Regions from separate parts of the Mus musculus genome. Here regions 2, 3, 4, 5, 6 and 7 are each linked to region 1. A link is a contact called in public Hi-C, HiChIP or PLAC-seq, Micro-C and promoter capture Hi-C data. All regions are on one chromosome and are shown on one strand. Each heading gives the region's core, a stretch centred on a gene start, on an enhancer-like site or on the middle of the called end of the contact. The rest is flanking DNA. Distances are from core to core; before and after follow the strand shown. Region 1 holds the start of Sox9 (SRY (sex determining region Y)-box 9). Region 2 has its middle 12 kb from the start of Gm30337. Region 3 overlaps Gm30337 (a long non-coding RNA gene). Region 4 holds the start of Cog1 (component of oligomeric golgi complex 1). Region 5 holds the start of Sstr2 (somatostatin receptor 2). Region 6 has its middle 160 kb from the start of Gm30337. Region 7 holds the start of Slc39a11 (solute carrier family 39 (metal ion transporter), member 11).

Region 1 (3,040 bases), core at 165-2,664:
GTCACTCTTCGCCCCGCCCCCTCCCCTGGCCTCCTATTTTGGAAACCCTGAAGATGGAAATAGCTCCCTGCTGAGGCTGCTCTAAACGCCTTTGCTACCGGAGCGGTCCACCCCTCCCAACACGCAGTAAAAACTTTCCGAAAACCCATTTAAATTGCAAGAAGCTCGCTCTGTTGATCCATGCCCCTGCCGGTTCTCAGTAGCTTTGCCCAATTCTTGCCTGGGTCTCCTCTAGTCTCAGTTACACTTTCCCTTCACTCCATCTCCCCAGGAATGAGCGCAGTTGGCCTAAGGAAGGTGGGCTTGCTTCCTCTAATTGTTCCTTTCCAGAGGGACCAGGCTGGCACACCCCCTCACTCCTTTCTACCTTCCTAAAAGCAGTCATATTCACGCCCCCATTCCCCCCCCCCCCGCCATAACCAAGAGCAATCCCAAGAACTTTCTCAAAATCTGAGCCACTCCCTCCCCCCGCCCCCGGCCGCCCTGCATCCTGGACCAAAGACCCCAGGATGCACAACTCCGCGGCTCAGGGAGGCGGGGCGGGGTCGGTGAGTGCAGCCCGCGTCCCCCCTAGCCACCGAGCCCTCCCTGGCGGCCCGCGCGCTCACCTCCAGAGCTTGCCCAGAGTCTTGCTGAGCTCCGCGTTGTGCAGATGCGGGTACTGGTCTGCCAGCTTCCTGCGCGCAGCCTGCGCCCACACCATGAAGGCGTTCATGGGTCGCTTGACGTGTGGCTTGTTCTTGCTGGAGCCGTTGACGCGCACGGGCATGGGCACCAGCGTCCAGTCGTAGCCCTTCAGCACCTGGCTGACCGCCTCGCGGATGCACACGGGGAACTTATCTTCCTCGCTCTCCTTCTTCAGATCCGGCTCGCCCTTGGGGAAGGTGTTCTCCTGGGGCCGGGTGTTCTCCGTGTCCGAGCCGGAGCCCGAGGGACAGGGCGAACCAGCCGAGTCCTCCGACATGGTGGGGCTGGGGGCGCCAGACAGGCCCTTCTCCTGCTCGTCGGTCATCTTCATGAAGGGGTCCAGGAGATTCATACGCGAGCCCGGGGCAGGGGGCGGGTGGCCGGGAAAGGCGAGAAGCCGCGGCGGCTGGGGCTCCTCTTCCCTCAGCTGCCCGGACGCGGACGCCGAGCGAACGGCTCCCGGGGAGGTTGGCGCGTCACCGGGCTGCGGCGGCGGGCACTTAGCAGAGGCGCTGGGTGGCGGGTCTCAGCTGCCGGCTCTAAACCCGGGGAAGGCGAGTCGGAGCGGAGGAGGAGGGAGGGAAAACAGAGAACGAAACCGGGGCCACTTGCACCTCGTCTCTCTTGCAAAGAAAAGTTCCTGGACTGAAACTGGTAAAGTTGTCGCTCCCACAGAAGTTTCCAGGCAGTTCCGAGCAGCGCTCTCGGCTCTCCGACTTCCAGCTCAGGGTCTCTAATAAATACTCCTCCTTCACGTTAGATACCTCGGGCCAATCACGGCTAGCTCTTGAGTCATCAGTGTTGGCAAGTCGCTGATTGGACCGGATTTTGGAAGGGGGGCTGGGGAGGATTGTGGCTCCGGGTTGGGTGACGAGACAGGAGGGGAGGAGAAGGGAGGGGAGCTCAGCCAGAGGGTGGATGGTGGGGTGAGGGGACTTGGAGGGGGGCGCGGGGCAAGCGGGGGACCCGGGACGTCCGAGTGTGTAAGTTTGCTCTCTACTCTCGGAATGTCACAGTTTTGGAACGGTCTCCGTGTGAACCGATGTGTGTGTGTGTGTGTGTGTGTGTGTGTGTGTGTGTATGTGTGTGTGTGTGTGTGTGTGTGCGCGTGCACGCGAGCGTGTCTAGACTAGGACCCTCCACAACCCCCCACCCCCACTTTTCGATGCTGTCTCCGTGGTACCCGGGACTTCGCTGGCGTTTACAGCAATGGAAATTGCAACAGCTGCTCGTCAAAGCGGAGCTGGGCTTCTGCGCCTGGAGTCTGCCGGCTTCCAAAAAAAGTGCTTAGAAATGGTCTTTTGGAAGCAAATGTTTGGGTGACTCAACGCCCGCTGTTCTCTGTAATAATCCATATAAATAGATTAACGCGCTCTGGTTCAACGAAGCTGGTGTGGTGACTGGAGCTTCTGCTGCGCTCCCGCAGTGGGGAATCAATGAAAACCAAAGCCGAGCACCAGGCAAAGGCTGGCGGCAGGGACCGCGCAGTCCCCGGCTCTTGCGGCCGGTCCCGTGGGCCACGCCGACCTTGAACTGACAAGTCCTTTCCCGGCCCCTCCAGTACTCTGACGCCCCTCGTAGTCAGGATTATTACTTTAGAGTTCTGCTTCTTGCCTCCTGACTGAGTCACAAACACCGTCAGGCTCGCCACTGGAGTTTGCAAAACTACTCCGGGGTTGAGGGCGAAGTTTGCAAAGGTGGCAGGGCCGGGCGGTGAGGCCGAGAAGGCCCTTGACTTGGACTGGAGACTCCAGACAAAACGGGCCACTTTGGCGGAGCCCTGTGGCTCCCTTGCTTGGGCCTTCCTTTTACCAGATACCTAAGAGGGCGAAGCTCTAGGCGTCTGGACTTTAGTTGCGTCCTCTTAGACCTGCACACAGGTGGGCGTTCTGGGGGAGGCCACTTAGGTGTCCGTTGCACTTTAAGAGTGCTTGGAGCCGAAGCTGCGTGTTTACTCAAACTCTTAGAGCAAGGTTGGCTAAGGGAGGAATTATCTTTTCTGGAACGAATAAAAATCTTAGTTGCCACCGGGCGACATGCCCTCGGAACCACAAACAAACTCACAACGGTGTAAAAAAAAAAAAAAGATAAACAATTTCATTTAAACATCCCCTTTCTGATTCTTGCAAAGCTTCGCTTTGAACTTACTAAATTATTGATAAAGCGAATCGGCCTGTATCATATCAAAGACAGGTTCCTCCCCTCTAATTTGCTAAGTGTGGACACTTAGACATAAACGAATCTTTTCTTTGGGATGCTTTTGAAAAGCTCGTTTTCCTCTCGTTTTCTTCCGAAGTGGGCATTTGTTATTTGGGGAAAGGAACTCGTGATAGCAGCAAGCTACAACTCTGTT
Region 2 (3,040 bases), core at 352-2,851, 990 kb after region 1:
TCTGCTTGACAAGGGCTTGTCACAACTCCCAAGAGTTCTCATTCTCGGAGATAAGCCTCACACTTCAGATATGGCCTTGGACCAAATGGTCACATTTCCCCTTTTCCTCCAATGAATCAGTAACCAGAATGTTCTGGTTTCTTCTCACATCCTTACAGAGTTGTGCTTATAGCTCCTCTCTTATCCCAAGGCACCAGAAAAGCTTCCAGTTCTCTATACCTCGATTCTCAAATTGGTGCAGACAAAGAACTTCTGCTCAGCACCCTCACTGCATACCCAGAATTCTCTATAGCAACTGTCTATCTAGAATTTATCTGACAGCTGTTATCTCCAACACACTAAAATATTACACTCCTTTGCTGTGGTGAATATCTTAGGCCAATCTCCTGTTTCTAGCAGATAGAATCATGCGATGCTGTAGAAAAACCGCGGGGGGGGGGGGGCTGCTGCGAGATGTTTGAAAGATTTATCCCCCCCCCCCTCTCTCTCTATATATATATATTCACAGAATAGCATTTTACCTTTAAGAACCACCTGAATTTCTTCTGACGATGAGCAAATATAATCTATTATAAAATTGTGAGGGAGAAATTGGGGGTTCCTGTGCGGAGTGGGAGGGGGGCTTTGGTGATTTGTGGTGTACTATAAAGTTGGGGATTCCAGGACATGGGTAGAAAAAGAAACTCCTTGGTATTCATGTGAGAGAAAGAAGATGGGGGTACCTGCATGGAGTTAAAGAGACAGATTTGGCAGTTCTTGCGGGGGGGGGGGGGGAGGGAGGTGGAAGGGAGAAGTTGGGGTCTTGGGAGAGAGGGAGGGTGTATCTCAGTGTGCGTATGATCAGAATGGTTGCCTACACATCGTTTAGAACACAAACCTATCATGGAGTAAATAAAATATATGCTGTTAAAATGGATAAAAGTGAAATACAGAAAATGTTTCTGGGTGGTAGCAATGCTAAGGTCCAGATGGAAATTTAGCTTGAATTTGGCTCACACTACTCCAGTCACTGCACATTTTCGACTATTTATTTTCATACCAAGTCTCTCCTAGTAAGGTGGGTATCAAATGGAAATTTTTTTTTCTGAAAGTGGCATTTCAAATAATAACAATAATAATAAAATCCTGGATCAGGAACAAGTTTTCCATTAGATGCATAAGGAAGCAGCATGGGGCGTTTGGACAGGCCTATATTTTCTTGCTAATTTAATCAGCGCAAGTATATGACATCTTTCCATTTCTTTATTAAAAGTTTGTTTTTCTATCCCTTTCAATGGTTGCTTCCAACTCGGAGTCATTGGTTGCTCTTGTGCTCAAAACCAAATGGCATCCATTTAATTTGTACCATGGGGGAAGGAAAGCTGGGGTCTGTGAGGTGGGCTTTATCCGTGCCATGGCTCCATATATAGAAAATCGATTTTCCAACCGTACCAAATGATAAAGTCCATCTTTGATATACGCCTGTCTCGCTGCTTTCCAGGTCTTAAGGCATCTGATCTCAGGTCAACTCCCCTTGGAGTGTAATTCAGAACACAGTCCCTTCCCTTTCGAGGTCTCATGCCACGGGGCACGGGTTTGTTTACTTTGGCTAAGACAGACCTTATGAAAGAAATTATTCTGCAGCCTAACTGACAAGGCTGGGCATGGGGTATAGAGAAATGGAGCCTCTCCCAGTGGCCCTTTGCCTGGAATTTGTCCTAAAAGCATGAAACTGAGTCAGATTTGTAGCAGACAGATGTGGGTAATATATGCACCACCTTTCCATCCTGGTGTCCGTTTGCATGGGAATGAAAGACGGCTGTCCTGAAGTGATGCTGTGGCTGTGGATGTTTCAAAAGATTTGGTCCTTGTTTGCTTGGAGAAATCTACTGTGGGGGCCCTTAGACAAACCAAAAGGAACTCCTGTGATGGTGGAGCACGTTTCTGAGAATAATGAGCTAAGAAAGTTTTATTATAGCTTGACCAATATGTTTGGTGTGAACAAAGAAATCTCTCGACTATGACGACAGGGCTCACCTCCATACCTTCACCTGTAAGATGGGTCTACTTGGCAAGTTGTGGCCATCTAGACAAATACCTCTTTTTACAAACTCCACCAACACCAAACTCTAAAACAAGGGACAAATAACTGAGTCAACAACTTTAACAGGGGACTAACAAGGGATCAAAGAGTTGGTTGCTGTGGTTCTGATGTCGTTGTGGATGAATTTCCAGAAGCTTTTAGAATTACTCTCAATAAGATTGTAACTGTGTGGTCGTTATAGCAGTCTGCCTGTAACATTTTCATTTTTCAGCAAACTATTCAACTTGCATAATAAATGATCTCTATGATTTATGGATGTTTTACTGTAAAGTCACATGGTGATTTTAGTGACATGGTGATTTCCTCACAATGAGCCAGATGGAGCATTAAGACTGGAGAGGTGACTCCGTATAAGAGAACTTGCTAGCTATATCAGGAGGAAGATGAGCTCAAATCCTCAGTACCCACAGCAAAAGCCAGACACGGCTATACCTGCTAATAATCTTAGAAGTGGGGAATGACGTTCCCCTGTACTGGGGCATATAAAGTTTGCATGTCCAATGGGCCTCTCTTTCCAGTGATGGCCGACTAGGCCATCTTTTGATACATATGCAGCTAGAGTCAAGAGCTCCAGGGTACTGGTTAGTTCATAATGTTGTTGCACCTACAAGGTTGCAGATCTCTTTAGCTCCTTGGATACTTTCTCTAGCTCCTCCATTGGGGGCCCTGTGATCCATCCAATAGCTGACTGTGAGCATCCACTTATGTGTTTGCTAGGCCCTGGCCTAGTCTCACAAGAGACAGCTATATCAGGGTCCTTTCAGCAAACACTTGCTAGTGTATGTAATGGTGTCATCGTTTGGAGGCTAATTATGGGATGGATCCCTGGATATGGCAGTCTCTAGATGGTCCATCCTTTTGTCTCAGCTCCAAACTTTGTCTCTGTAAACTTTATATGCCCCAGTACAGGGGAACGCCAGGGCCAAAAAGTGGGAATGGGTCGGTAGGGGTGTGGGG
Region 3 (3,040 bases), core at 357-2,856, 950 kb after region 1:
CCCTGTTGAACAGTCTTTCCCCAATGAAATTCCATCAGAAGATGGGAATACACTGTGAGACAGGCCCTAACCTTCTGCGGGTCCTAGGTTACAGAGTTTGGTAGTACCTAACAGCTGCCAATGTTTTCCGGGAGATGACTAGGAGCAGACCTTGGTCCCCCCCTGCAGTTGTACTTAATTTTCTGCACTCTCATCTTCTCTTTATTATAAAGTTCCTATCTCGGACTTATAGTTAAGATATATATGTATACATTTCCGAGATTCTGATCTCTAATTTTGTTCCTAGAAAAGATTAGCTCTGGCGGGCTCTGATGCAAGAAATGAGTTAATCCCTCGATGGACTCATATTATGATGTAGACTATAAAGATTTTATAATAGGTGGAGCTTTCTTGAAGGAAATAGGTCCTGGTTGGGGGCATATCCTGATGCCTTCTTATATTTCTTCTTTCTGCTTCCATACTACGTAAAGTAAACAGCTTCTCTCCACCCCATAATCCCATCTCTGCTATGATGTTGTGCCCGTCCATATTCACGGGGTCAGATGACTAGGAACTGAACCTCTGCTACTGGTGAGAGCCAGAAGCACATACTTCCATTTTTTGGATTATTTTCAGTGGTATTTTTTTAAAGCTGATAATAAAGCTAAAAGAATGGTAAAGTTAATCACAACAATGGCTCTCATCCCTTCTTAAACAGAATCGCAACAGTTCTATTGCCACCTGGGCCAAGGGTCAGCTGAAAGTGATGGGATCAAAAAAACTAGGAGATGGTGGAAAAGGACAGAAAGCTACAGAGACAGTTCTTCTTTTTCTTTTTTAATGGTAGAATTTAGATCAGAGTTTGTCTGTCTGTCTGTCTGTCTCTCTCTCTCTCTGTGTAAACTTGTTCTTGTGTGTGCATCATATCATTTCTTGGGCAAGTGCTTCCTTGTGACTCAGAGCAATCAGCATATTCTGTCACACATGACTTTGTTCTACGCTGACTTGTTGGATGGTCAAGCTTTTTAATGTATTGATTGGTTGGTTGATCAATTCACTGATTGGTATGAAGGATAGATGGATGGAGAATCTGTGGATTGAGGGGAGTGCAGATAGCTCTCATCCTGGTCTCTGCTCTAGATTAGAGGAATCTCACGTAAGCGCCAAAGACTGCTACCCCATTAGAAAGAAAATCACTTGGCTGCCCCAATCTTTTGCGTCCAATTTATGTCCAATTTGCAGACTTTCAACATTGCAACCTCACAGTTCATAAAATCAAACTCAGCCTGAGCTAAGTCTCCAGGTAATGGGTTTAGGATCACGGGAGGTGTTACCTGCAGTTCATGATGGGTAACTTTCTTGTTAACTAAAGTCCCTTTAGCTAAATGAGTTCCAGCTTTAAGTCTCCCCTCTCTCTCTTTTTTTTGGCATGAGTTTTTGGGGTGGGGGTTGGGCAGGCGTAGAATTTTATTAGGCTGCGCGTGGAGAGCTTTTCATTGCAAAGGCAACAGGGGAAAAAATGGGATAAGCCAGTCTTTGTATAAACGGAAGGTGGTGAAAGGAAGGCTGTGTATAGGGGCGAGGGGATCAACCCTCAGGCTCCTCTTGGCTATATGGAGACTCCAGGAGACGGCCTGGTGCTCAGAGTGGAGCCTGGCTATTTCCGCAGGTAGCTGAGGCTCTGCAGGGAAGGCCTAGCTAGAGAAACCGCAGAAGGAGGGGGGCTGGAAGGACTCTGTGGGAGCGCTTACCATCAGTTGTCCAGTCCTGTACCTCTGATTTTAGCAGCAGTCTCCCTTTCCCCCTCTTGCCTTAAGAGAGTTTTAATCTTTTGTCGGCCATTGAAAGGAGGTCACCAGCATTCTAGGTGTGTGTCTCAAGCTAAGAATCTGTATGTGTATAGTGTCATCAATCTGTGTATACAGACACACTAGTGATTTGAGAAGCTGTCCCAGAACCCTAAGTAGAAGGACTTCTTCCAACTTGGTGGCTTTTCGGCTCTTCGTTTGAGAAGTTGGATTAATTTGATGTGCATGTTTTAAAAATAGTCATTTATGGTACTGTGTGATTTAAACAGCTCATGGAATTGTATTTAATATGACCCTCTGGCAGCTGCAATGCCAAGTTCAGCCACTTCTATATTTTGACTTCAGTTTCTTTACTGAAATCACCAAGCTGCAAGCAGCTTACTCCTTATCTGTATATACACACCTCTTACACTTTGTGAGGCTAGTCTTGGTTGTCAACTCCATGGACCTAGGAAGAGAAAGTCTCCTTGAAGACCCACTTCCATCAGATTGATCTGTAGGTAGCTCTATGGGGAGTTTTCATGAATGCAGACTGGTGTCAGAGGGTCTAGTTGACATGGATGGTACCTTCCCAAGACAGGTGGGCCTGGGCTATTTAAGAAAGGGATTATAGATATCCGAGCTAGCCAGTGAGAGCAAGGCATCCAGCAGCACTTTCCCCTGACCTCTTACATCCCTCATAACCATGCTTCCTGTTTCAAGACAGAACCTCACTAAGCTGTCAGGCAGGGTTCGAATTTAGAATCCTCTTCCACAGCCTCCTCAGCATCTGAGATAGCATATAAGCTCATTATTATTCTTTAATTACATACTGAAAGTATGTGATTTTTACATGTATTTAATTATAGGTTTTCCAATCATATAGGGCTAGGAGATATATAGGCCAGATTTGATATATTCTACAAGGCTTTTTTTCAGGATTGACAAATGATGTCTTGACCATTGTGCTATTATAACAGTATCTTACCAGAATAACACACACACACACACACACACATACACACTACACACATGCACACACATATGGACACACACATACATACAGATATGTACACATACAAATTCATATACACATATACAAATATGCATACACATATATAAATGCACATACACATATACACAGGCATATACATACATGCACATACAAATAAGCAAACACATGCATACACATCTATGAGATGTTTTTAATGGCAAGATATTCCCATGATAATAATCTTGTGTTGTATCTTTTGATATAGTTTAATACAAGAAAA
Region 4 (3,040 bases), core at 174-2,673, 870 kb before region 1:
CTTACTGGGGAGGAGCCACACCTAACTCACTCCTTCCTTCCGAACTATTACATTAAATGGACATGTGGCGATTAATCACCTTTATGCTAAACTATTTTCTACTGCCATTCTAAATTATTCATATTTTAAAAATTCAATTTCCCAAGAATTTCTTTCTTTAATTAGAATGTAAACTTCAAGAACATCTTGGGAGGCTCCTGTTTATGATTTGAACGGAGAGGGCATTCCCCCAGAAATGCACCAGCCATAACCATGAAAATCAATCCATTTCTAAGACTGGGCTTACATAGTTGAAGCTAGCCAGCTAAGTCTGTCCATTTGGGAAGGGGGCTGTACTTAATGTGTAGCTTAGGGAGTGACAGGCTGACAAAGTTCCAACCTTCTTTGCCCACGTTCATTATACTGCCCTAGTTTTTTTGGCTTGGATTTTCTGACACCTAAGTAGCGCAAGAAAGCTGGCTCCACATGTGGGCTAGTGTGCTTTTGTAATTTCTTCTTCTGTTACAGTAAGTTCTCCTAGGTTAAAAACTATTTACCCTCGGCGCCCTCTGCTCATTCCTAAGCCAACACCCAATGTCAGAATTCGATCCGCATCGGGTCTTAAACGTTTCATGGGAGGACATCAGGATACCCTGAGTTTTTTAAACCAGCCTGAAATGAAACTGCTCACCTATTAAAAGGGGGAGGGTCTGACGGCTGAGGCTACCCTCCCCCAATTCTCCAGGCTCGGTCGGGCTCAGGGTGGGATGGGGAATGAATGAATGACTTTGACAGGAAGGTGTGAGCTAACGGGAGAGATCTGACAGTCGAGAGACCCCTGGCGTTTTCAGTTAAAAGGGAAGGAGAGCGCAGCGAACCCACGGGAGGCGAGGGAATCGTCCGGAAGTCCGGGAAGGCTCCCGGAGCAAAAGGCCGGCTGGCTTTTCGGCAGCGGACCAGCGTCCCGAGGAAGGCCCGCAGACGCCTCCCGGTAGCCCGCGGCGGCGAGGGGCGGGCTCCTCCGGCGGAAGGTGAGGGGTGGGGTCCGCCGGGCGGCGGGGGCGGAGGGACGTGGCGGGTTCGGATCCCGGACTGACCTGCGGGGCCCGTGGGACCCGGGGCGCCACGGAGCCGGCCTGGCGGAGGCGGGCGCAGTATTGATCGGTGGCCTGCACGGCGTCCACCAGGCCCTCGGCGCAGCGGCGCATCTGGCCGATGGTGTCCGCCGCCTCGATCAGGTCGCGGTACCGCTCGCCCACCATCTGCCGCAGCTCCTCCTTCTTGTGTTCGATCTCGGCTCGGACCTGGCGCTCCAGCCCGCGGATCTCCTCCGCTCCATGAGTCTCGAAGAGCGCGTTGGGATCGCGCAGATCCAGCCGCTTGAGCGCGGAGGAGGCGGTCGCGGCCGCCATGGTGCTAAGCCAGGGATCCGCCGGCCGCTTCCGCCTGCCAGCCCCGCCCCGCCCTCCCGCCATCATGGATGGGGGCGGAAGTGCTTCCGCCAGGTCGGGAGCCTCGGTGGTCCCAGGGACTGAGCCTCGGTGGCAGTGCTGCTCTCCAGAGCTTATTTTTTACTGTTACAATCTCCCTTCTCTCTCCTTCACTCTTCCTTCCTTCCCTCTTCCTCCCCATTCTCACCCTATGTAGGTGGAGTACGTGCGACAGAAACAGATGCGCGCGGAGGTCATAAGTTGCAGGAGGCTCACTCCTGCCATGAGGATCTCAGTATAGAATTTTAGATGGAATTTTATCGGCTTTGGCGGCAATCGCCTTTGCCTGCTGTGCCATCTCGCCTACCCTGAGCGCTCGTTTCCTTAGAGAAGCGAAATAGTTAAGGTTGTACTTGGTGGTCAAAGTCTTAGTGGCCCGGAGCCCCTTGCGTCGCACCCAAACCCTTTCCTGGGGAGGGAAGAGCTTCACCGTGGGGTTCATTATGGTAAAGATGCACGTATGGTCGTGTTGCTGTCGGTCTTACATGCATGCACGCTTTTGCCTTCGATAGACCATCACAGCAACCAGGACTGGGCCTTGGGACTCTTCCCTTAGGACTTGGCAGCTGGAGATCTGAGTGACGGCTGTGGTCCACCTTGTTACCTGGGTCTTCTATTTTATTTAAATATTGTTTAGTGGCCACAAAATGGGTTTCCCTGTTACAGGCCTCCTGTGGTGGAGAACGATGGGGAGTCCATGATGCCAGAGGATTGGACATCCTGAGATTGACCCAGTAAGAAAACCTGGACGTTCTGGCTTGCTGTTCATAAGTCCGTTCAGGGCCCTTCGTTTTGGAAAAGTTTGCTGAAGAATTCTTTCCTATGTTAACACAGAGAAAACAGTATTGTGTGTTCAGCAGCCCTGTACCACAGACAGCCTCTGGGTTTTCTCTCCCGTTCACCACTGCCACTACTTCGAGGCAAATGTCACAGCAATAGATTGATATCTAAATAAGGGGGTTTACTTACGACATTCCAGCAAGAAGAGTCCCTGCTCTATGCACAACTGAAGCCCAGGGAATTTTACTTACCTCGGGGAAGGGGGTTAACTCAGAACTCAAGCCACTTGGCTTGAGATACCGCCTACGCGTCAGAGTTCCCCCAGCACAGCGCGCCCCCTGGTGGCGCAGCGGTGACGTGCAGTCCTTTCTATAGTCCCGCGCTACCGGCTGCTTTGGTGCTGTTTTGCTTCTGAGCCTGCAGAATCTGTCTTCCGTGTTTGGAAGCGCTTCTCTGTCAGGCAGAAACTTTCCCCAGGACTTCTTGCACCTACTGTGCCAGCCTGGGGCCTGGGACTGGTCCACAAGACCTTCTTGGGCCTTTGAAGGCAGCGATGCCCTGGTGCAGGGATTTCAGCCTTGTAGAGGCTAGGTCTCACCCACAACACCTAGTGTGCAGGACTGGCAGGGACAGTGGCTGCAGCTGTAGTTTCAGGTGCCAGCGCTGGTGATGGGTATCTGCAGGTTGGATCACCCTGTGGTATACCTTGGATTAGGAATGTTCGCCCTCTCTTTGCTCCTGTCTCTTCAGCTTAGTTGCACATCCTGCCCAGCAGCTCACTGTGTTATCAA
Region 5 (3,040 bases), core at 231-2,730, 840 kb before region 1:
GCTTAAATTAAATGCCCTGGGAAGTCAGGCTCTCTGCTTTGCTGCTAAATACTGGCCTGTAGCTTGGTGGGTGGCGTCCCCTGGCTCCGATGGAAAGAAGGGTTTCCACTCAGGAACCCCCTCTTTCCCTCCCACAGACTGCTCCACAACTAGAGGAGGGACAGGTGGGTTTAGTTTCTTTCCAGCATCTTTCTGTTGTGAGCCCTCAAGACCTCCCCATCTCCAAGCCTACCAGACACCTACACACACACACACACACACACACACACACACACACACACACACCCCTCCAAGAATCTGAGGTTGGAACTTGCAGCAGCCCTGTGTAGCCCACCACGATGCTAGAGTGCCCCTCGCCATTGGGGCGAAGGTAGATAAGCGAGGCTCAGGACGATGGAGTTAGTGTGAGGAAAATATTTAGGGTCATAACTCGCTGACTCTGGAAACAACGTGTTCCCTAAGGGATCTTTACCGTTTCTAGGCAGACTGAGGGAGAGTGGATTGCGGTGCCTGCAATGTCCAGCTTCGAAACGCAGAGGGGACTGAGGTGCCAGGGGCAGCTAGGAGCGCTGACAGTCGCTTGGGGACCTGACCATTCAGTAGCTGGTTCTCTCCAATCTAGACAGATTCTCTGCCTGAGGGCGGCGGGTGGGGGGGGGGGGGAGGGAGGGGGACCTGACCGCAGACGAATTTGGGCTGCCTCCCCATCAGGGCGATAAAGAGCCCTGAAGAATCTGCTTTCCTTCTTTTTCGGTGACGTCCCCATCACTGTCCCTCCCTAACTTAGGTCTCAGACTGTGGACCCTGTGGTGGCACTTGGCATGTCCCTTCTCCTTTAGCTGGTGTCTCTTTCCTCGGACCAGGGCTGTTTCGCAGGTGGCTAGGAAACAAGTTGTCCCCATCGGACACGCAGGGCACACGCCACGGTACTTGGGCATTTTCTTTGAGAACAAATCCGTCCCAGAACACACTACCTTTCCACCCCAGACACCACGATATGCATCTTTCATCCACCTGTCACCTCCAAAGGCACAAAAACAGAGAATTTGCGCGCCGGGACCAACGTGCAGGTCGCCGGGATCGGCGGTCTATCCCCAGAACAGATGCATGCAGGTGCCCAAAGTGTGCTTGTCCCTCCCTCCATCTCACGGTGACACACGCGTATGCACACTGGCACCCCTCACCTTGGTTTTCCTCGAGCACTCGCTTCCCTGTGTTCTCTAGCACCCAGAAGCTGTTCTTTTACCCAGCTGGGCGTCCAGGAGCACAGCAGGCTTAGCGGGTGTTTGGCGCTCAGCAGTGGCTCCCGGGGCTCCCAGCTTCCTTGGCTGGCTCGTGCTGGCCCTTCTGGCGTCTGAGAGAGCTTGCCCGGGCCCCGAGAGAGCTAGCTTGGCCTGTAGATCATTGACGCCCAGCCGCGGACTGGTGCTCCAGGCGCCGGTGGCCTCGCGAGCGCGCCGGTGGCTGCGCCGCTAGCAGTGGCCCGGGCGGGTGGCAGCCCCTGGGCACACTTCCCCACGCCCCCGCCCGTGACGTCACGGCAGCTTGGCTCCGCCTGCCGGGTCCTGTTGGACCCGGTGAGCAGAGTGGAGAAAACCTGCGGGTGGCCCAGGATAAGACAGCAGACCTTGATGCTGTTGGATGGTGAAGCGATGTCAGTGTCTCCACGACTCCTCCCTATGAGGGCGCGCGTGGCTTTCTTTCCGATTTCAGTGACTCGGTCTGGTTTTACCCAACAAATTCCAGGCAGCTGGTGCGGCGACTTGGGTGACCTAGACTAGCTCCGGGACCTTTAAGACGTGTTCTCAAGTTTGCAAAGCCGTGCCTACCACGGTCCAGTCCCGGGAACAGGGCACAGGTTGCAGAGTCAGGCTAAGGGCAGAGGAAAAAGGGGTGACAGCAGCAAGCGTGTCTCCCGTGCAGGCGCCTGCAGGTGTGCAAGCGCGGGGCACCTGGCTTCAGTTCCTGCAGCCAGCAGGCTCCGCGGGCTCCACCGCTCTCCCAACTGGAGGCCCCGGGCCATGCAGTCTCTTCTAGCTTTAATTTAGCCCGTCAGTCACTGCTTGCTGGTCTGACCCAGCCCCAGCCCAACCGTTCCGCCTACGCGCGCTGTGGCGCTCTGCGGGAGCAAGGAGGGACTCACAAGAAGTGGGAGATGTGTCGCATCAAGTTGCAGCTATTTATTTTTTGACTGTGATGATTCAGCCGATGTTCCAATAGTTTAATAAGTCATAATCAATCCTGTAGCCTCCCTTCCTTCACCTCTTAACACTCCCCCAGAGAGAGAGAGAGAGAGAGAGAGAGAGAGAGAGGAGAGAGAGAGGAGAGAGAGGGGAGAGAGAGGAGAGAGAGAGGGGCAGAGACAGACAGACAGACAGAGACAGTGAGTGCACCCTGGTGGTTTCTAGAACATGAAAAATCAGAAAACAAACCCCCCCCCCCCCGATTAGCTTTCTCTGTGGGTCCTGATGCAGCCATCCTGTTTTTGATCTGCTTGCGGGTTCATCGGGGAAAAGCATAAATCCAGGAGTTGTGTATGTGCGGTGAGTTTTGACAGGGAGCCAGGCAGCAGGTAAAAGCAGCCCGGAATTCTTGTAAGTCAGAGTGTCGCTCACTGGCACCATCTCTACGAGATGTGTGGGCTCTGTGGACTTGATGGAGATTGAAGCAGTGGTTGTCGGGTCCTAGTGTTGTGTGGGTTGGCTTGTCTTTAGGTTTTTTTATGGGCGGGGTTGAAGGGTTGAATAGTGCAGCTCTCAGAACGAGGGGAGTGGCCCTGGGGGAAAGAAGGGGCCCTGAGTGAGCTCAGGCCTCCTCCTCCCTGAGACACAGTTGTTACAATGCCTATTGCCCCCTCTAGTTAAAAACCCTTCCGGGAACAGAGAAGGATGAAGAGCCAGGAAGTGTCCATTCTGAGCTCGGCTCTCTTCGAGTGTCATGAGACCTTGTAAAAGTTCGTCACCTGTTGCTGCAGTTTGTGTATTGTCTAGCAAAATAGCTCATTCAAAAACAGGAACCCCTGGTTCTCAGTAGTTCCTTC
Region 6 (3,040 bases), core at 384-2,883, 820 kb after region 1:
TCAGGTGAGAACACTTTTTTGTTTTCTATAATTTACACGTGAGTGCCTCTTAAGTGCTTAGAAAGTTCTCTGAAGGCCTGTAGAAGCAGACATCCCATGGCCTCTTCTAACCCCAGCCTGAGACATTCATTCTCTAAGACATCTAATTTTTGCTGTAGAAATTCAGGATGTCTTGGGCAAAGTCTGATAAGTTGATCACTCTATTAACAAGTGTGTTTTGTGAAAGGGTGGTTGAAAATCTGGCCTGGTTTAAGCAAACCGTATCAGATTTAGCTGAGTACTACAGTATTATATATGTCTATCAGCATAGTTGTATATAGACCATCCCAAATTATCCTGTCTTGATGCTTGCAAGTTATTGAAAGGGATATTGGAGCCTCTTTGAGTTCTAGGAATTTCTGTAAGAAAAAAATTAATATTTTAATTTATCATAAATAGTGAAAAATATTGTTTTTAATTAAGGGAGAAAAACCAAACCCATCCACTATATGTCTGTGTATTGTTTTTCTGCCAAAACTATTGAGATTAATAATTTCTAAGATGCTTCTAGAGATGGCATCCTATAGTCTCTTGCTCTTATAAAATTGGTGCTGCTCGAAGACAAAAGGAATTTCAGAGTGGAGACTAGCGTACAAAGGGTTAAGTGGGAGGGTAGCTATGCTGCCATTTTAGGAGACCATTTAAACCAACTAAGTACACTGACTACTGCTATTGTTTATTTTCTTTCTAGTCTAGGGATTTTTTTCCCCCTTTTTAATCTGCCAGAAGGGAACCTTCAGGATTTGAGCCTGAACGTTGTTCCTCAGACTTGAATTTATTTTTTAATTACGGTTAAAATAAAAATAAATGTTCGCTCTTTTGGAGACATGCAAGTTTGGGGAGATAAAAAAAGCAAGAGAGAGAGAGAGAGAGAGACTTCCTCATCTGAAAAGATTTAATGCTAATCTGTGCTGTAAAAGAGAGTTTTGAAAAATATAAAACAAAAAGCTTTCAATGTGGTCAAAGACCAATGTAAAGTGATATATTTCAGACCGGAGGGATGGTGTAACTTATCCCTGTCACAGTTGCCTGTTTATTGTGTTTGTCTGGTTGGCCTGGCAACCAGCTCATAGCTTTGCACTCATTTTATAATGTTCCTGTAAATGTTAGGTAGGTCTGGATTTATTATACACTGTCAACACCTAAAATGGAACCCACTGCTTAACGCAGTTCATTTGGCTTCATGCCCCTGCCTCTTAAAAAAAAAAAAAAGTGTGTGTGTGTGTGTGTGTGTGTGTGTGTGTGTGTATGTCTGTTAAGGAAAAAAAAATCCTGTAGTGAATCCAAAAGAAACGTAACCTAGACAAAACTAGTAGTTGGGTGGTACAGGCAATGTCAAAGGATCATTTGAGTTCTGTAGTGAGCTGTTGTGTTGTTGGGTGGGAACTTGTGACTCACAGTATTTGTGACTTGGATTTAGAGGGACAGAGTACCAAGAACCATATTTATTGCTGAATTTATCATCCCCAAAGAAACCAGATGGCAATCAGCGTTGTTCAGAAAGGCTGCGGAGCCACCAGGGAATGAATCATAAGGCTATTAGAAGCTGGATGGATTTTTCTCCTTCTTATTAACAGGCTTATTTCATCCGCCTACTGTATGACCAAGCAAGTTTGATGGAGTCCCAAAAGATAGCAACCCAGAGATGTTATTCAGAGAGACTACTGAGATAGCTGAAGCATTAAGAGGAAATGGATTCAGAGTGCCAAAGTGCTTCAGAAATATTAAAGGGAAATGTGAGACGCTGGTCATAACCAGTGCATGGGAAGTCAGCAAAGCAATAATGACAATAGCAGACGGGTCCCTCTGCTGCCTGGTGCTCTGTCAGTCACACTCTAAGCCTGTTCGGCCAAAACCCTGCTGGAGGCATAAATGACGATCAGTCAGGATGCTCCTTTGTCTAGCCCGCTGGTCAGAATCAGTGAAAGAGTCATTAAGTCCTGCTCTCTATTAACTATGTCAGATGAGCAAGGTCATCCTTCTGACAGGTCACTGTGTATCACAAACCTGATGATTGAGTGACTCGGAAAAAAATAAAATGGTTTTCAGAAACTGTGGCATCCACTTCTAAGCTCTGCTTAAACCAATGTTCTAGCTTCTTCCTTAGTTGTTTATCTTTGCAGTATTAAAAAGAAACTGAAACCCAGGGAAAAGATTCTAATGAGATAAGGCACTATCAGCATGACGTTTGGAAGTGAAGCTTCTGTGTGTTCAGTGTCATGACTTAAATAATTACTATAATCATAGAGATTATACATTATGTCATGGTGGTGAACTTGTAAATAGATCATACTACCAAATCTTAATCCCTTTAGATCCAACTTGCATTTCATGGAATTAATCACTAAAGGCAATCATACATGCAAGGGATTTTGCTATGTATTTTTTATATGTTTTGTAAGGTTTCCAGCATGTATCATCAATATATATATATATATATATATATATATATATATATATACATACACACACACAAACACACACACACACACACACACACACACACACACACATATATATATATATATATATATATATATATATATATTAGTAATGCCGGTTGATATGGAAGTTGACATGAAAGCAGGGGATTTGACTGTGGAAATAAAGAAGTGTTTCTCGTGTCACGGGAATGCTAGCACACAGAAGGGTCCTATCAACAACAATAGAATGAATGAGCACCTAAAGTAAACTTCAGCAGAATAACAACTTATAAATAGGTGATCGTCATTACACAACAGTTAGTTTCCATCCATGCCAATTCAATCACATCAATTTCCACATTAAAATCGAAATGCCTCTTTGTGTTCCTGCACATTGACCTCTGACACTTCCCTTCCATGTTTCCCACTGTTGGGTTGGTCTTATTCCATTCTCCATCTGCCTGGAGCTCTGTATTGCTCAATGTCTCCATCTCCTCAGGTTGCTCTGTATCCACACCCACATCATCTGTCCAAGGAAGCCCACTACTGACCCTCAGTTGCTGAAGTGCAACTCCCTC
Region 7 (3,040 bases), core at 281-2,780, 780 kb before region 1:
GAAAGGACTTCCTAATAGATTTGCTTAGGAGAAAAGTCACACAAATCCACATCAGATCATACAAGTGGAATTTAACTAAGGAGCACAACTTTCAAAATACCCCAAAGATAATAAGCAGTGTGCACAAAGACCTGTTAGAGAAAAGCGAAGCTTAGGAATGCTAGGATGTGAGTATTTACTCTCCAGGATCGCTCAATCGTTAGACTTTGATTCCCACGACAAGGGAGACGACCCTGACTTAACAACCAGCCATTAGGTTTTTCCCATATGGAAGACATACCCCTAAAGGGCAGTTGGGGCTGGGGTGGATGGGAGTGCAGGGTCACAACCATTGTTAAATCCAGGTCTGCCATGAAATCCTTTGTGCTGCTGTCTAGAAAACCATCATTCCACCAGGTGGACAAGATGACCCTGGGTAACAACTATTCAGAAAGAGAACAGCACCGGCTGCACTCAAAATCGTTCTGGCAGCGTGCAATGTCTTTGCTGTGTAAATCTCCTAGCTGCCTATGTGGCCAGACTTGCAGTCTGCAGCCTCTTTTTAAGTTGCTCAAAGGGTTACCTGGGTCCAGGACCTGAGATTGAAGGATGTCAATGTATGTGAAATGCTTAAGCCTAGCGTGTATATAAGTTAATAAAACCTGGTGGGAGCTGATTGGGCATTCGCTGAGAGCTGGACAACCACCCTAAGAGAGTTCTTCCTTCATCGCTGCGAATACAGAGTGGTCCTCACTAGGAAGGCACACCGCTCTCTAAGAGGGTAATAGATGCCTGCTCTTACTGTCTTCTTTGTATACTCCAACTGCAGGCTGTTCTCCTGTCCTGAGTACTTTATGCTTGGGCTGCCAAATGCAACACTGACCACTCATTTAACTTTACATTTCAAAAAACAGTCATGACATTTGCATGTGTGCATCCCTTACAGGGCACAGGGCATACTTATAATAAGAAACTATTTGTTGTTTTCCTGACATTCAAATTGAACCAGATATCTGGCCTTCATTTTATTGCAGCTAAATCTAGTCAAGGTGTTTTCATAGAAGCCCTGGAGCGGAAAGCCTATGACCTGGGGTGATGCTTCGCATATGTGGCCCTCAGTGGGTCCTCAATATTGACATTGACAGGCTGTAGTCAGCAAGTGAAAGATTGCAAGCTCAAGTAGAATGCAGAGCCTGGGCATCCTTCTAATGGAAGGTATTGACCTTGAGAATAAAGCCATTGACCTTCAGAATGTTGCCCATCTTGACACTGGCTCCGTAGCTCAGTTAGGACCTATGTTGTCATGTTTAGGACATATGACAAAAGATGTAGACAACATTAAGTACGTCAGAACTGATCCAAAGTGCCCCTTCTTTGGGTGTCTGTAGCCTCCCCAAGATTTCCTGGGGTGTGTGCACTGCCCTAGGCCTTCGCCTTTGCATTTGTGGACTTGGGGGAAGGGGAGAGTGCTGCTTTTGCCCGCCCGCCTCTGTTCCTGCGAGCACGGAAGCCTGTGAACCTGAGACTTTATTCTCCAGGCAGGATTCGCCGGTTGCGAAGGGGCGGGGCCCGGCGGTGGAGGGCCACGTGTGCTGGAGTGAAGCAGGAAGTGACCGCGAGAGTGGAGCCGGGCGAGCGAGTGGCATCGGGGGCTGATGGAAGTGGAGAGGGGGCTGGAGAGGGCACCCTAGTGAGTCGCCTTTTCTCTCCTTCAGGCCCGGGGTGCCGGGCAGTCTCGAGAGTGTGCAGCGGCCTGGAGCTTGCAAAGGGGTGCCCTAAGGTGCAAGTCCTGGAAGAGCAGCAGGGGCTGTGACAGGTGGCAGGGGGAGGAGGGTGTTTGGGACCCCTCTGCTCCACCCTAGGATGAGCTGGAGACAGTGATGCGAAGCTCCTGAGTGCACAGCCAAGGGTCTCTTCATTCATTGTTTCATGGTGGTGTGTATAGGGGACAAGGGACCTGTGGTATCAGTGGCAGCCATTCGGAGGCCCCTCCCACCTCCACCTGTGGCAGGTCTGGGGGAGGCTGGAGAGCCGGCAGCATGCCTGCCTCCTGGAGAACTTTTTCATGTTCATGCTAGTGGTCCAGATCCTGAATCTGTCTCATGGGCGTCTCTGGTAAAGTCCGGTCCACGAGTTCTGTGCCAGCTCCCTTAAGCCCACGCAGTGCCTCGCTTTAACTAAACCAGCGTTTTGAAGTGCGGAGGCAACATTTAAAAGACAGGGAAAGAGACAGAAAAGGACAGAAGGAAATTTACTGGAGTCATGGGAGCTGGCTGCTCTGTGCTGTCAGCCCGCTGTTGGCTTCTCTCAAGTTATAGGATGGGTGGAGAATGGTCCCCTGTCCTGGTCACTGGTCCAGTTTATGATGTCAATATCCAGCTCTGGAGAAAGTCTGAAGCAGACTGCCTGGCAAGATTTAACTCCCCCATGGAGTTAAATAAGGTGCAGATTTGGGGAATCCCACAAGTGTGTGATGTCGCCTGCGCCCTGTGCTTTTACGTAGCTCCAACGGCTGGAGATGGAGCCCCTATGGTAGAGTGCTTGCTTACCATGTACAAAGCTCTGAGTTTGATTCCCCAGTACCACAAAAACCAGCTATTGTAGCACACTCTGGCAATTCCGGCTTTGGGAGGTGGAAGGCAGGAGGATCAGGAGTTCAAAGCCACTCTCTGCTACACAGTAAGTTCCAGGCTACATTAAAAAAAAAATCATCTAAGTAGCTCTCAAGAGGGACCAGACATCTGGCTTTCCACCACCCTTAGAGAGTAGCCAGAGTTTTCAAACAGTGAGTGGAAGAAGAGGCGTGCTGGGCTCACACTGTGATAAGTGGTGGGTGGCCAGGGCTCTGAGTTCTCAGGAACTCAGTTATGCAGTGAACTTAGAAGAGTGTTTTCCTATCTCTCTGGCCGCCATGGAGACGCACAACTCCCTTTGGTTTGATTTTGCTGGCTGGCAAATGGGAATCGTTTCTTTTAACCAGTAGCTGTCAAAAGACACAATGAGGTACTTGGGGGATGTTTTACGCTGTGATCTGTCTCGGATAGTGAGACTTGAGAGGATG

The links. Promoter capture Hi-C pulls out the DNA fragments that hold promoters and counts their contacts. A called contact is a pair of places that touch in the nucleus more often than the background predicts. HiChIP or PLAC-seq counts read pairs in DNA pulled down with a chosen protein or histone mark.
Region 2: a contact with region 1 is called in a promoter capture Hi-C map of frontonasal cranial neural crest, with 31 times the contacts expected there. The contact joins the enhancer-like site here to the promoter of Sox9 in region 1. A contact is called at or near these places in 10 of 39 promoter capture datasets (the 3T3-L1 cell line, the C10 cell line, cranial neural crest and 6 more), 1 of 484 Hi-C or Micro-C datasets (adipose-derived mesenchymal stem cells) and 7 of 115 datasets of contacts at active chromatin or transcription factors (embryonic basal ganglia, embryonic forebrain, embryonic hindbrain and 4 more).
Region 3: an H3K4me3 HiChIP or PLAC-seq map of embryonic limb bud shows a contact between it and region 1, with 7 times the contacts expected there. The contact joins the enhancer-like site here to the promoter of Sox9 in region 1. A contact is called at or near these places in 10 of 39 promoter capture datasets (the 3T3-L1 cell line, cranial neural crest, embryonic stem cells and 6 more), 2 of 484 Hi-C or Micro-C datasets (embryonic fibroblasts and stem cell-derived neural progenitor cells) and 9 of 115 datasets of contacts at active chromatin or transcription factors (cardiomyocytes, craniofacial prominence, embryonic basal ganglia and 6 more).
Region 4: a contact with region 1 is called in a Hi-C map of muscle stem cells, with 4 times the contacts expected there. The contact joins the promoter of Cog1 here to the promoter of Sox9 in region 1. A contact is called at or near these places in 1 of 39 promoter capture datasets (liver), 4 of 484 Hi-C or Micro-C datasets (cortical neurons, embryonic stem cells and muscle stem cells) and 3 of 115 datasets of contacts at active chromatin or transcription factors (the NIH/3T3 cell line, neural tube and pancreatic cancer cells).
Region 5: a contact with region 1 is called in an H3K4me3 HiChIP or PLAC-seq map of embryonic stem cells, with 10 times the contacts expected there. The contact joins the promoter of Sstr2 here to the promoter of Sox9 in region 1. A contact is called at or near these places in 4 of 39 promoter capture datasets (embryonic stem cells, hippocampal neurons, liver and 1 more), 4 of 484 Hi-C or Micro-C datasets (embryonic stem cells and neural progenitor cells), 6 of 115 datasets of contacts at active chromatin or transcription factors (craniofacial prominence, embryonic forebrain, embryonic stem cells and 2 more) and 1 of 9 other capture datasets (embryonic stem cells).
Region 6: an H3K4me3 HiChIP or PLAC-seq map of embryonic limb bud shows a contact between it and region 1, with 8 times the contacts expected there. The contact joins the enhancer-like site here to the promoter of Sox9 in region 1. A contact is called at or near these places in 9 of 39 promoter capture datasets (the 3T3-L1 cell line, frontonasal cranial neural crest, hippocampal neurons and 4 more), 4 of 484 Hi-C or Micro-C datasets (the AML12 cell line, the N1E-115 cell line, adipose-derived mesenchymal stem cells and 1 more), 5 of 115 datasets of contacts at active chromatin or transcription factors (embryonic basal ganglia, embryonic forebrain, embryonic limb bud and 2 more) and 1 of 9 other capture datasets (embryonic stem cells).
Region 7: a Micro-C map of embryonic stem cells shows a contact between it and region 1, with 4 times the contacts expected there. The contact joins the promoter of Slc39a11 here to the promoter of Sox9 in region 1. A contact is called at or near these places in 2 of 39 promoter capture datasets (embryonic stem cells and stem cell-derived epiblast-like cells), 23 of 484 Hi-C or Micro-C datasets (adipose-derived mesenchymal stem cells, embryonic stem cells, muscle stem cells and 1 more), 4 of 115 datasets of contacts at active chromatin or transcription factors (all in embryonic stem cells) and 1 of 9 other capture datasets (embryonic stem cells).

Annotation. Positions count from the first base shown.
Region 1 is chr11:112,780,584-112,783,623 of GRCm38.p6, reverse strand. Sox9 (SRY (sex determining region Y)-box 9) reads right to left here and starts at 1,414. Exons shown (of 3, transcript NM_011448.4): 1 at 609-1,414. The coding sequence starts at 1,039. RefSeq lists a promoter at 1,085-1,592, a cis regulatory region at 1,794-1,808 and an enhancer at 2,585-3,040.
Region 2 is chr11:111,788,437-111,791,476 of GRCm38.p6, reverse strand. No RefSeq gene overlaps it. Among named protein-coding and RNA genes, the nearest start is that of Gm30337, 12 kb to the left of the region's middle. Within about 2 kb of position 1,601, at least 2 of the 459 cell types and tissues checked have an H3K27ac peak or open chromatin away from gene starts, as enhancers often do.
Region 3 is chr11:111,827,072-111,830,111 of GRCm38.p6, reverse strand. The region is part of intron 1 of Gm30337 (a long non-coding RNA gene); the gene reads right to left. Among named protein-coding and RNA genes, the nearest start is that of Gm30337, 26 kb to the right of the region's middle. Within about 2 kb of position 1,606, at least 5 of the 459 cell types and tissues checked have an H3K27ac peak or open chromatin away from gene starts, as enhancers often do. A contact at or near this core is called in embryonic limb bud, where this site is marked.
Region 4 is chr11:113,647,912-113,650,951 of GRCm38.p6, reverse strand. It overlaps Cog1 (component of oligomeric golgi complex 1), which reads right to left and starts at 1,423. Exons shown (of 14, transcript NM_013581.3): 1 at 1,077-1,423. The coding sequence starts at 1,391. It also overlaps a transcript of Slc39a11 not described here.
Region 5 is chr11:113,617,767-113,620,806 of GRCm38.p6, reverse strand. Sstr2 (somatostatin receptor 2) reads right to left here and starts at 1,480. Exons shown (of 2, transcript NM_001042606.3): 1 at 1,185-1,480. It also overlaps a transcript of Slc39a11 not described here.
Region 6 is chr11:111,960,099-111,963,138 of GRCm38.p6, reverse strand. No RefSeq gene overlaps it. Among named protein-coding and RNA genes, the nearest start is that of Gm30337, 160 kb to the right of the region's middle. Within about 2 kb of position 1,633, at least 38 of the 459 cell types and tissues checked have an H3K27ac peak or open chromatin away from gene starts, as enhancers often do. A contact at or near this core is called in the N1E-115 cell line, adipose-derived mesenchymal stem cells, embryonic limb bud and 1 more, where this site is marked.
Region 7 is chr11:113,564,305-113,567,344 of GRCm38.p6, reverse strand. Slc39a11 (solute carrier family 39 (metal ion transporter), member 11) reads left to right here and starts at 1,530. Exons shown (of 10, transcript NM_027216.5): 1 at 1,530-1,669.